Regions from separate parts of the Mus musculus genome. Here region 2 is linked to region 1. The links are chromatin contacts, called in public Hi-C maps. All regions are on one chromosome and are shown on one strand. Each heading gives the region's core, a stretch centred on a gene start, on an enhancer-like site or on the middle of the called end of the contact. The rest is flanking DNA. Distances are from core to core; before and after follow the strand shown. Region 1 holds the start of Abcg8 (ATP binding cassette subfamily G member 8). Region 2 holds the start of Ppm1b (protein phosphatase 1B, magnesium dependent, beta isoform).

Region 1 (6,646 bases), core at 2,103-4,602:
CACTGTGATGGGCTGAACTCTTAGAAAGCGTGAGCCAAAACACATCTCTCCTTCTTTAAACCATTTATGCCAAGTGTTTTGCCCACATTGACAAACAGCTAGTACCCAGCCCTCACCACAGACAGCTCTGTCAGGCCTTTGGTCTTGGCTGTCAGTCTCTTGAAGTCTGAGGAATCCACACTCTTGCTCATAAGTCACCTAGTGATTCTTTCCACCATGATTCTTTTCTTACAGTAACCTAATTAGACTAATTAGCAAATTAACTGTTGCTGTTATTATTTCATTTATTCTTCATCTATTGTCATATAGCTGTGCTTGGATGAATGCTCATGGATTTAATCTGAGGCTAGAAATCTGTTTTGTATTGCTATAGGAAAACTCCCGAGACTAGACGCTCAAGGCAGAGAAATCATAGAAGAGAGAGTATGTGTGTGTGTGTGTGTGTGTCTGTCTGTCTGTCTGTCTCTATCTGTGTATGTGTCTGTTAGTCTGTCTATCTCAGTGTGTGTCAGTTTGTGTATCTGTGTGTGTGTGTATATCTGTCTATCTGTGTGTGTCTATCAGTCTGTCTATCTGTGTGTGTGTGTGTGTCTGTGGTGTGTGTGTGGTCTGTGTGTGTTGACCCACAGTCTTGGAGACTTAACATTCAAATGGGCTAGCCTCATGTGTCTGGCCTTCTGGCTGCATGGCACCACGGTAGGTGTCATTGTGAGTCAACAGGTTCCGAGCTGCGGCATGATGAGACAGAAGCCAGAGGGACCCACGTGTCAGCCCTTCTTTCATAGCAACTTTCTCTGGTGAGAACCACTTTGGACACTGCATGAGCTACATTCAGAGGGCTACACCCCGTGGCCCTTCATCCTCCCTAGAGCACCAGGCCTCTCATTTCCACAGGAAGGACAAGCTCCTGTCACAGAGCTTTGGGACTCACTCTCAGCTACACCCAACAGTGTCATACCTGACTCTCCCCACAGCCTTACACTGCCTGTTTCTAAGAGAGCACAAGGCAAGGGGACAGTTAAATGCTGACAGTTTACAAGGGGCTGCTCAGTCAAGAACGGTCTGTGAGTCGAATATGCCAGAATCCTTAAGCAGAGGCATTCAGAATAACCCAGTGTTGCGAACACTGCGGCATGCTACCCAGAGCCCCTCTTCTGGGCCAGTGTACCCCTCCCCAGCTGCTGCAGATAGGAAAATTTACAGCTATAGGTTTTGCAGGGGCAGAGGAGGAAACCCCTCAGAGGATAATGACAGTTAGTGGAAGAACACAAAACAAACATGGAAGTCACATTCAAAGGTTAAAATCTCACCTGGAAAGAATAGTGAGACACGGGGAATACACACAGGTGGGCTCAGCGCAGTGTGTGTGATGCTTAACTCCTGAAGAGAGAGGCCCAAAGAAAGCCTGGTGTGCTTGGTGTGCTCGGTGAGACTATATTAACATGAGGTCTTTTTTAGTGGTATCTGTTCTCAACTGTGTGTCTGATGACCATCATAATGAAAAGACAAGTAGGGTCAGGAATAGAAGTTAAGTCCTGCCTAACAACTCCTTGACAAAAACTTTCCAGATGTGGGAATATCAGTTGAAAGTAGAATTGGGGGCCTTCGAAGGAACTCCACAGGAAGACCAACAGAGTCAACTGACCTGGGCTCTTAGCTCTCCTAGGCCTCCCTGCACCACAGTCAATCAAACAATCAGGAGGGGTGGCCAGGAGAAGGTCAGTGAGCAGAATGCAAAGTGAGAAAGAAAGTAAGGAAGAAAGAAAGAAAGAAACAAAGAAACAAAAGAAAAGAAAGGAAGAAAGGAAGAAAGGAAGGAAAGAAAAGAAAGAAATATAGAAGGAAGAAAGAAAAAAAGGGAGAGAAGGGAGGAAGGGAAAGGAAGGGAAGGAGGAAGGGAGGGAAATACATTTGGGGCTGGGGTGCTGGGGCAGAAGGTTTACTGAGCATGCCCAAGGCTCTGGGTTTGCTCTCTAGCATCACAGTCAATCAAACAAGCAAAGAAGGCACTTACGTGTTAGGCAGGACTTTCCACTCTTTCCAGGGATTTTCCTCAAGATTTCACTTTGGTACTAGGTTCTATTGGCAGCCAGACAAGTCACCAGATTGTATTCAAATGCCAAATGCATGGCTGCCTCTCTACAACTTAAACTTACTTCTTAAACATTGTGCTTAGACAGAGCCAAAGCCTCCCAGAGCCTGCCTTAGAAGTACAGGAGCCCCGGCCCCCCCAGGCACTTACCTGAGCTGCCTAAGATGCACATAATCTGGCCACTCTCGATGTACAAGGAGACATCTTTGAGGATTTGCCTGTCCCACTTCTGCTGGCATGATTTGATGTTCCACCAAGGCCCGACACGGTTGCTTTAAAGGAAATCCCACAAGGGCAAAGGCAGAGTAGGGTCCTGGAAGGTGCCAGACCCCTGCTCCCAGCCCTACCCCATCCCAGTTGCCCCTGGACAGGTTGACAACTCTGTTTTAGCCTTATGTACCACTCTGTTGTCCTTGGAGGTATAATGACAAGTTGGCCACCACCCAAGGAGCATGCCTCCCATTAGCTGCTCTGATTACTGGGTCTCTGACTGGGAGATGGTACACCTGCACACTGCTTTCTTCTTGAAGTGAACCCTGCATTCCTTCAGCAGTGTTCATTCCATTTTGTGCCCCCAGCACCCCCACTCTCCGAGCCTTCTCCATCTACACAGGACAGGTGGTGGGCGAGTCAAGGAAGGGGAGAGCAGAAATCAGTGAGAAGCAGCAAGCGGCTTCAGGCAGGGCATGTTTTAATGTCCAGGCTCTGCCCTGCGCAGGAGGAGGAGGAGGAACGACTCACTGTTGTTACAGACTGTCCACTTTCACCCTGATCTGCTGGACAGACAACCCAAAGCCCACAGGCCCACCCACCCATTCAGAAAAGGCAATCAGAGAGCCTAGCTTTTTGCTGTGGAGGTCCCCTTACCTGACGCTGTAGGACACATGCAGGACACCTAAGCTGTGCCGAGCCTCTGTGCCCGTGACCGAACCTTGCTCCAGGGAGCTCAGAGACCCTCTGTTGATGTGAGGCCCTCTGGCTCCCTCTGGACTCAGAAAGGGCAGCTCACCCATGGCTAGCAGGAAGCAAATGCAAGTGAATTTTCTAGTGGCCTGTCCGGCTCCAGGGCAGCTTTAACTGAGGAGCCAATGGGAGTGCCCTGTCCGATCCTACCCAGCCCTGGAATCCTCGTGAGATAACAGTTCACCAATTTGGCCAACGATGCCATTATCTGATGTACCTTTAGCCAGAGTGTCCTTATCTCGACAATAGGCAGAACACACGGTGTGTTTATAGGAGTGTTTGCCAGAGAGGAATGCTGGGAGAAAGGCTGGCACAGAGGAGGGCTCAGGTGCCCCAGCTCTAAGGAGCAAAGACAGAGAGAGCCCAACAGCAGGGGAGGCCACACAAAGGGCACAAACAGCACTGGTCATGGCTGAGAAAACCAAAGAAGAGACCCAGCTGTGGAATGGGACTGTACTTCAGGATGCTTCGGTGAGTGAGCTCTGCCAGGGGGGAGGCAGTGTCAGACTGACTTTTCTTTCCTACCACAGGATTAGTCCTAATGTACCACCTGGACTTCAAGTAGAATGGAAATGGGGCGGCAGGGCCCTGTCTCCTCAGTGTTGATGGTCTGAGGGGAACAGTCTCAGGAGCCAGGAGACCTCTGAGGTCACTTCCCCACGACAGCACGCTCCTGTGAATGACCGGGATTGATGTTTTCCAAATGACATTCCATCACAGAGCGTTGACCCATGTGACTGTCAGACCAAGAATCTCAGTGGTAGTCAAGAGACAGCGGGGAGGTAACAACAGATCGCTACGCTTGCCATACTTATGTAGTAAGTTAGTCCTTGGCATTGTTTGGTGAGAACCAGAGGAAAGAGAAGGCCAGGGGGAAGCCTAAAGGTCTCTGTGTGAGGCTGAGAAGCTGCAGGGACAGACAGACCAATAGACAGAGAGACAGAGAGAAAGGGCAGGTGTCAGGAACAAATGCCAAGGAGGGGTTGAGGCATCTCGCTACCTTGTAGAGTTGAGGCTCTGCTTAGAGAAACCTCACTGAAAGGGCAGGGCTCACGGCTGGGAAGTCAGGTCATAAATCCCTCTGAGGGCCACTTTCCTCTTTCTCCTCTTCCCTCTTCCTTCTTCCTTCCTCCTCCTCTGCCCCCCCACTTCTCCCCCCCCCCTGTGTGTAACAGGAGGTTGAACCAAGTGTTCTACAACTGAGCCATTCCCCCAGCCCACGATTTATTTTTTTCTCTTATTACAAGAAAATATTTCTATGGCTACACATTGGTTTCAGGCAGTTTACAAATACACTGGCTGTGATAGTGATCGCTTGTTTGGGAGCGTCAGAATTGTGTGCTTGCAGTCTTATGGTCTGGGAGGGAGGCAGAGTGGACAGAGAGCAGCGAGGTGGCCAGGAAGTGGAGCTCCTAGGCCTCCTTCCTCATTAACCGGAGAAACATTTGCTTGATAAATGGCCTTTGACTCGAGTTGTGGGCAGGATTTGAAGCAGAAGGCAGTATGGGAAGACAGAGCAAAGACGACCTCCCCCTCCCCCCAGCTTCTACACCCGGCCCACTTTTCTGGAGACAAAGACCAGAACAGGATGGCCACATTCAACAGGGACGCCTCAGTCCCCTGTTCTAGGGGAGACAGGATTGCCTGAGATTGACCAATCCTACTACCACAGCAACAGGCAACTCTGCTGTCAGAATCCCCATGAGGCAGACGTCTATGGGGAAATAACTCCTTCTACGTCTTTGATGCTCCCTTCCTGAGTAGGATATAAAATCAGTGGTGGGTGTGGGGGCTTTTGCCCTTCAGATTACAGCTAAAAAGGCAATGAGCTGTCAGAATTCTATATTCAAAAGTGTGCCTAGGTCCTGCCACCTACAAGTTCCTTCTGTGAGGTCCCACTGTTGTAGGTGCCCTGTGATGGCCCGCCACTGACAACTGCAGGGCTTGGGGTGGGGGGGAGACAATGACACTGATATGCCCTGTGCCTCCGTTCTTAAAAGCTGTCAGTCAAGCTAAAAACTGCCCAGTGGTTTCCAGCCTCTCATCTCTGTATGCAAATTTAGAAAACTGAGCATTTCTTGCGGAGCTGGCTGGCTTCTGCTCCATGCCGTGGCCATCCATCTCCTCCTCTGCCCACCCAGCATCTCACTCTACAAAGAACTCACATAGCGGCCACACCGTCTTTCTACTCATATTCGAGTCAGGTCTTCACAGAGACCGGCACTACCCATACTCAGTGATGGCCTGGAAGGAGGGAGGAGATCAGGGCTATCTCACAGGGAATTCTGGCACTGAGTACCAGGGCGCCAGGACCCATGGTCTACAGCTCCTCGCACTGCAGACAGGGATAGGAAAGCCTGGACTCTAAGCAGAGGCAGATGAGATGGTGTCTGCAGGGGTCAACAGAGGGCCAGGTATGTGCCTTGGGCCAAAGACTTACCATATATGTCCCCACCAGGCACCACTGTTTTCTGCACATTTCTCCCTTTTTGTGCCCTCTGGATTTTCCCATGTGTCTGTGCTTCTGACTCAGGAATGTAACCAGAAGTTAATACAAGGAGACGTTACATTGTAGCCCAGCAGGAGCCACACTAGTTACCTACAAATAAACCCGCTTTCACTTTTTTAGGGTGTCACCTGTCACAGATTCAAATGATGTTCTGACAGTCGTGCTGATTAATGTGTCAGCCGAATAGATATTTAAGGGTTTGAAAAATAGAGAGAATTTGTCAAAACCTCAGGAATCCTTCCTGGGTGCCAAGGAAAATATTTTAAAATGGAACAGAAGTCATCCACAAGCCAGACAGGATATATTTTTTTTTTCCTTTCAGAAGCTGAGTTGACTGTGAGGCTCCTGGAAACCCAGACTCTCCGTGTGGACGGGGTCAGTGGGTTTGAGTGAGTCAGAGTGGCGACCTGGGCACTAATCAACTGCATCCCTGTCTTCCACTCTGTCCTCTCTGTCTGTCTAACCCCCCCCCCCCCAGGTCTTCACATTAGCGCAGTAACCTGAGAGCTTTCCTCCCTCAGTAGCCCCTCCACTCCTGAAGCCAATGGAAGAAACTTTGTATCAGTACAAGTGTCTAGGAACAAATTCCTAGCCCATGCAAGTAACTAAGATCTCTCCTAAAGATAATTGATTTGAAAACAAGAAACCCCAGGGACCCCGGATGTGTTGCTATGGTTCTGTCAGTATCATGATTGGCCTAGTATATTTGATGCTATGGATTTGATTCCCCAACACACACACACACACACACACACACACACACACACACCCCAAAAGATATCTCCAATATATTCCTACTTCAGAGAGATGAATTATATTACAGGGTAGGGGATGGTTGGCAGTCAGATCCTGGGCATCAAAATGAGATGGGAGACATAAATTCTAGTGTTCTGAAGCACAGCGGGGTGACCATAGTTTAAGCCATTGCTATTATTATTTTTTAGTAAAGATCAGAGAATGGAGCTGGGGTGATGCTCAAACATTAAAAGCACCTGAGAATACCTGGACCCCATTCCCATCACACACAGATGGTTCACAACCACCCATAACTCCAGGTCCAGAGGACCCAGTGACCTCTTTTG
Region 2 (6,646 bases), core at 2,392-4,891, 270 kb after region 1:
GTTCCAGGACAGCCAGGGCTACATAAAAACAATAACAACAACAAAAACAATAAACCCTGTCTCAAGACAAACAAAAGTGACCCCAGCTCAGCATAAAGAAAACGAGCATCCTAATCAGGACAATTTTCTACCTTATACTTAGCATTGTCTCAATTTTTTTTTTTTTTTTTTGAGACAGGGTTTCGCTGTGTAGCCCAGGCTGTCCTGGAACTCATTCTGTAGACCAGGCTGGGCTTGAACTCAGAGATCCCCCTGCCTCTGCCTCCCGAGTGCTGGGATTAAAGGTGTGCGCCACCACCGCCCGGCTCTACTGCTCTTTATGTGGCTCTAAAGAAAGGCATTATGGTCGGGCAAACCAAGGCTCAGGGTGTAGTCACCAGAGTACCAAGCTGTTGCAGAACCATTGTGACGGTGCTGATTGTGTGTGACATATCCCCTATCTACCACGACACATACCGCCGTTTAACCTTGTGAATCCTTTGGGGGCTTCTTTAAGGGTTTGTTGCTAAGCTTCAGTAATTCAGAAAGTTAACCTAATGGTTTTTTCGTCTGTGATCTCATTGTAGTCTTAGACATAAAACAAACAAACAAACAACAAAACCTCAGTTATGTTTTCTTACTTTTAGTGATTAAAGAGTGAGTTGTATACAATCCGCAGCCTAGTTACATCACTGAATCTCATATTGCATTTGAGTGTCTGCCAAAGGAGATCAAGAGGAAATCAAGCAGTGCGAGACAGGGCTCTGATGTCTGTCTGTGGTTGCCTGGGTTCTCGAGGCAAGGGAATCCAAGAGCCCTTATTTGTTGATCTTTAGCATGTTGATCCTTATTTTGGAAGGTGAGGTCCCGTACTTCAATCTTCTAATATAAGGTGTCCCAAGCAAAGGTGTGATTTAAAAAATATATTGTGTAAGTCATTTAAATAATTCCCAGGCTGTCGAAGATGGCTCTGCAGGGATAGGAGATTATAATCAAGTCTAATAGCCTCAGTTGTACTCTGGGACCCTACAGGATGGCAAGAACTAATTGCCCTCAGACCTCCACTGCAAACACACACACACACACACACACACACACACACACACACACAAACACTAAATGTAATTAAACCCTTCTTGATTCCATAATGAAGCCCCTTGAAGGGGTAGTCAGAGCTAAAGTGGGCTTACTTTCTTTTCTTTATTGAAGCTCACCTACAGTATGCAAAATCAGAGAAAGAAATTTTTATGGCTGTCTCCAATTCTCAGTCACTGGGTCTAAGAATTGGTGTGCCAAACCAAACCAAATCAACCAACCAAACAAACAGTCAACTGACCAAACAACCAAAACCAAAACAAAACAAAAAAATCTAGCACCCAAAGACTACTTTTAAAAATTATCTTTCGAAGTTCAATCTCCAGAATCACAATAAATGAAATAAAATTGTATTGTAGTGAGCTTTCTCCCCAGAGTGAGCTCTGGATTTTGTAGGCATGAATGTAGCTTGGAACCTCAGGTGATTCTAATTTTAGGAACCTGTTTGCCCACTATCCTGAAAAAACACCATGTGTGCTGGCTACATTCTAATGACAACTTGACACAAGCTAGAGACATCTGAGAGGAGACAAACTTTCATTCCTAAGAGCTGGCTGTGGGCTAGCCTGTAGAACATTTTCTTAAGTAGTGATTGATGGGGGTGGTGGGGGTGGGTGGGGGCAGCCCATTGTGTGCGATGCCATCCTGAGCTGGTGGTCCTGGATTCTATAAGTGGGCTGAGCGGGCCATGTGAACAAGCTAGTAACCTCTCCATCAACTCTTATCTGCAGGTTTGAGTTCTTGTTCGGCTTCCTTCAGTGATGGGCTACAGTGTAAGTCCAATAAACCCTTTTCTACTCAAGTTGCTTTTTGGTTGCCATGGTGTTTCATGGTCCCAATAGAAACCTTAAGACAGAGTTCTTAAACTTGAAGTTCCAGAGAAATCTGAATTGCAACCAAATGTTTATTTCCGCCAGTTTCACTTTGGAAATTGCTTCAGAAATATGTCCTTCTTTTCAAAGCTGAATTTGCACTCCCTTAGGTCGGTCTAAACCTAAGTTGTCCCAACTAACTTATACCTAAGTATGAATAAGATCGAAAACGTCTTTCAAAGACTTGAGCGAGTTTAAAAACTCTTCAGGTGAGCGCTTAAGTGCCCCATTACACTTTGATCTGGAAGAATTAACCTGGTTCACTTTCTAGCTCAATGTGGTTACTAGATGACCGTTTTCTCCCGGCCTTTGTGAAGCCTTCCGAGTAATCATACCCAGAGGGAGACTCCTTTATGTCATCATTACCCTTTGCAGACGTTCAATGATTACCTACCATTCCCAGTCTGGGACTGCCTGCCTTACTTTTGTATCTCCAGTTCTACCTACCACGCTTAGCAAAATGCAGGTGCTCTTTAAGAGAGGAATGACCTAGTGAATGTCAAGAGCCTAGACAGGAGTTTTAAAAATCAGACTCAGAAACAAAACACGGAACTGCCAAGGGCTGGAAGGCAGGAGGTCGAGGTAAATAAGAAGAACGAACAATCTGAACCATTGCAAAATCATCCCGAAGGGATCTCCTGTCCCATTTTCTCAAGTGGCTTTTCAGCCTTCTCAACTTCCCGCCCACTCTCCCCTGCTGGAGACAGGTCATGCAGGTATCCCAACAATGAGGCTCTGATTGGTCAGAGATGATTTCATTGTTAGGGAACATCCGGGCTCTTTCCCTCCCTGCATCACCTCCCCAGAGCCCTACGCGCCCAGTTTTGCACTCTCGCGTGCGCCCCACCCGTAGTTGAAGCAAAACAACGCCTCTCTCCAGGCCCTTTCTCGAACCTTTCTGAGCTCTTCCTTCACAGCTCTATGCCAAAGAGAGGCGGCCACTTCTTCCAATGAGGGTCTAGGGGCACTTCTCTGGCCAATCAGAAGCCGGCTCTCTCCACTCCGGGTGGGACCAATTTCCACCTATAACTGGACTGCCCGTTGGTTTCTTTATGGTGTTCGTTCTCCGCGAAGTGTAGAGGTCAGAACTGCAGGGTCCGCAGACTCGGGGCTTGGCCATCTACGAATACTAGCCAATCCCTTTTAGGATACTTTTGCGCGTTCATTTAAAAAAAGCCGAAGTGACGGACTTGGAAATTGGTTTCTTGACGGACAAGTAGAGGAAGCCAATAGTCGGAGGATCAGGCCGCCATTTGAACCAATCAGAAAAGGATATCGGTCTTCGAGTTGGGGCGTAATTTGACTGACGGAGGACTCTACCTATGGCTACTAGGGTGGGCAGGTCGGTGACGTCAGGAGTTAGGGCAAGGCGGAGGTGGGGCTGAATAAAGTAAATGGTAATGAAGGGTTGGGCCTCACTGGTGGGCGGTGTGTGATGGATAGTTGACCTTGCCAATTAAGGTGGGCACTGACGCCCAATGAGAAATTAAAGACTCAGAGGCGGGGCCGTGTGGGCGGGGAAAGAGAAGCACAGAAGATACTAGGGGCCAGGTTGGGCGGGAGAACGTAGATTGACAGGCTTCTCAGCAAACCGAGGGCAGCGGTGACACACGCGGCGTCCCAATGGGTGCCCTTGGGGGGCGGAGCCCGAGGAGGGGCGGGGAAAGACGGCGGTGCGGGGAGGGGAGGGGGGTTGCAGAAGGAGCGGAGCGGCCGCTGCTCAATGGCGGAAAAGCCGCTGGTGCTCTGACCGCCTGGTCCCCCCTGGCAGTTGCGGGGGAGTTTCCTGCCGGCGCGGCTGGAGTCTCTGTTTCTCCGTGTCCGGTGGCTGGAAGATGCTCCAGAGAGATCAGGCTGCGGCGGAGGAGGTGGCGGCGGCCGAGTCGGCAGCGGCTCTGGGTTGGAGAGAAGGCGGCGGCGGCGGTGTGAGGGGCCGGACGGTGTAAACAGCTCGGGCGGCGGCGGTGGCCGAGCCCCCGAGGGCGAAGCGGCGGCGGAGGCGGTGTCGCGTCTCGGGAGAAAGCCGGGGGCCGCGGGCGGCTGTGCGGCGGGCGAGCCCGCGAGACCTCCCTTTCTACCTTCGCCCCAGGTAAGGCCGCTTTGCGCCCAGCCGAGTGGGGGAACGGCCGTCCGTCCGTCCAGCCTGCTCTCGGAGCACCGGGCTAGGCCCAGGGCCTGGGCTGCCGCCGCCGCCTCCGCTTGCGCGCGAGGCTTCGCGGGGCGCGGCGCGGCGAGGGAGTAGTTTGCCGGGGCGCGTGGAAGTCCGCTGCTTCCCCTCGCGCCGCGGCGTGCAGGCAGCGCCCATGGGCGCGCGGGCCACCCCAAGGCCGCGGCTCACCCAGTCCTGCCCGCCGCTCCGGAAAACACCTTTCGGTGTGGCTCTCTCTCCCGGTCGCTTTCTGCCCTCCCCTGCGCTCCGCTCTCCTTTCTTGTGAAATCTTTCTGGTTTTTCTGTCTGTGCCTCTCCGGGCCTCCTTCCCCCTCCTGTGCTTTAAACCGTTTGTCTTGCTCCTCTTAGCCAGACTCGGGGGTTCGTGTCTGTGTGTTGCCCACCAACCACGGTCCGAAAATTTCGGGTGTCGTGCTTAACAATGGGCTTCTTAAATGAAATTACTATGAACTCCATCTCAAGTTTACATGAATTCCATTAAGAATAGACTGGACAGTATTATGTGATCGGTCATTACTTTTTATCTTTAAAAGCCTTTAAGGAAAGAAAGTATCATTAAGCATAGCTGAAAAGAACCCTGAAATAAACTTATATAAATGAAGGGCTTGGTGAATGTTAGAGCCATTTCTTCATTTTTTAAAAAAGTTGCATGACCTCTAATACCAGTTTTAGCACCTCTAGGACGTTTGCCCATCTTATTTGGCAAAAAATTGCCTCTTAAGGATTTGATAGCTGCCCAAATTCATCAGTATTCAAGCGCTTCTAAAAACAACTTGGAAACTTAAAAACAACTAAGAAGTTGTTTTGGTAAGTCACACAGAACTTTTAAAATAGGCCCCACATGTTTAATGTATCAAAATAAAACTGGCAGGAGTCTTATAAAGGGATTATTAGGGAATTTGGGTTGTCTTCATGTTATGCGGCTATTTTGGGAAAAACATTCTTTTTCTGTTAACAAACGTTTATAGCTCCTGTGATGTGAGAGTTAACTGAAGCTTACTGTGGGATTAGCACAGGAACTCTTTATGTTGAGCCTACTGCCTGGATGGAGAAGTGGTAGGTTGTCCAGTGAAGAGGGTATAAGTCACAGTGTGTTCTGCGCGATGGCCCCTACATGTTCATAGATACTACTTCATTTACTTTCTCTGTTGTGCAATTACAGTGTTCCTTTTGTAGGTTGCCTTTGAAATACATCATCTCTGAGTATGGAGGTTATTCTGACTATTATAGAATTTTCCCAGTGTAGACTTCACTTGCAATAATATTTAAAGGATAATCTTTTATTTATTTTGAGACCAGGGCATAGGGAGCTGATTATATAACCCCGGCTGGTGTGGAACTCGATGTGTAGACCACACTGGCCTTGAACTCACAGAGATTCTCTGGTCTCCAAGTGCCTTGAAGGTCTGTACTACCACACCCAGCTAGTGATTTTTTTTTTCTTTAAAAAAATGCTTTTGTGGTCCTTACAAATGGACAGAGTGTGTGCTGTCGTAAGAACTTAATTTTTGTTACTGTTTATTATTTAGTGGGGCAATCCTCTCCACACACATCCGAAATACCGTCCCCCCACCCCCACCCCCAATTGTTAGAGGTTTTTTGTTTTTTTCTTTGAGACAGGATCGCAAAATGGGACTCAGGCTGACCTTGGTCTTACTTACTTAGGCTGGTCCCAAAGTGATCCTCCTGCCTCAGATTCTTAGGATTATAGTGTATCACCATTCTTGTCTCCCCTCTCTTTTCATATTTTAAAAAGTTATTTTTTTATATTTGTTTCATGAGTGTTTGCTTACAATGTGTAAATGACCCACTTGCACCACCACGTGAGTGCCTGGTGCTAGTAGTGGAGGCCAAGAGGGAGCGAGGGCAGGAGCTCTCCTGGAACCAGTTCCAGCCAGCTGTGAGCTGCCATTTTGGCTTGGGGAGCTGAACCCAGGTCTTCCAAAAGAGCAGCAAGTGCTCTAATTGCTCGTCAGCTCCTGAACGCTCTCTTCTGAAGCTTTAAGTCTTTGTTTTTGCTTGTTTAATGGTTGCATTTTCTCTCATAACTTCCTAAGACAGTTTCTGCCTGGTACCTTGTGTTCACGGATGCTCATGTATGTTGTCACTTGAGCTTTCATATTTTAGTTGGTATTTGTCCACTTTTCTTGAACTTGGTATGGTGAGTCTTGTAAATGGTGGGCAGAGCTTCAGCACCCGTTGTGTGTCTGGTGTCTGTGAAGACTTCAGGAGTAAGGGAGAGCCTTTTTAGTTCCTAGGATGCTCATGTCAATACACAGTTTTATGTTAGTAGTCACATAACTATTAAGTCCCCTAAGAGTATATGTCATCCAGAGGAGTGGGATATTGTCTAAAGGTTGTGCTTCTAAGAGCAGTTGATTCATAGGTTGATTAGATGAGAAAAAGTAGCCTTGAAAGTTAGAATCTTTCTTTCTAATGATGCATATTTTTTAGTGGAAACTTTTGAATTGCCATATAGTATCACTTAGATATGGAGATTTATTAAATATCAGCTGAGGCAAAAGTGGAA

Evidence for each region. A called contact is a pair of places that touch in the nucleus more often than the background predicts.
Region 2: a Hi-C map of liver shows a contact between it and region 1, with 2.3 times the contacts expected there. The contact joins the promoter of Ppm1b here to the promoter of Abcg8 in region 1. A contact is called at or near these places in 1 of 39 promoter capture datasets (liver) and 2 of 484 Hi-C or Micro-C datasets (the N1E-115 cell line and liver).

The regions. Positions count from the first base shown.
Region 1 is chr17:84,679,769-84,686,414 of GRCm38.p6, forward strand. Abcg8 (ATP binding cassette subfamily G member 8) reads left to right here and starts at 3,353. Exons shown (of 13, transcript NM_026180.3): 1 at 3,353-3,526. The coding sequence starts at 3,464. Abcg5 (ATP binding cassette subfamily G member 5) reads right to left here and starts at 3,243. Exons shown (of 13, transcript NM_031884.2): 1 at 2,960-3,243; 2 at 2,243-2,364. The coding sequence starts at 3,105.
Region 2 is chr17:84,954,360-84,961,005 of GRCm38.p6, forward strand. It overlaps Ppm1b (protein phosphatase 1B, magnesium dependent, beta isoform), which reads left to right and starts at 3,642. Exons shown (of 6, transcript NM_001159496.1): 1 at 3,642-4,035. It overlaps 1110020A21Rik (RIKEN cDNA 1110020A21 gene), which reads right to left and starts at 3,064. Exons shown (of 4, transcript NR_027929.1): 1 at 2,841-3,064.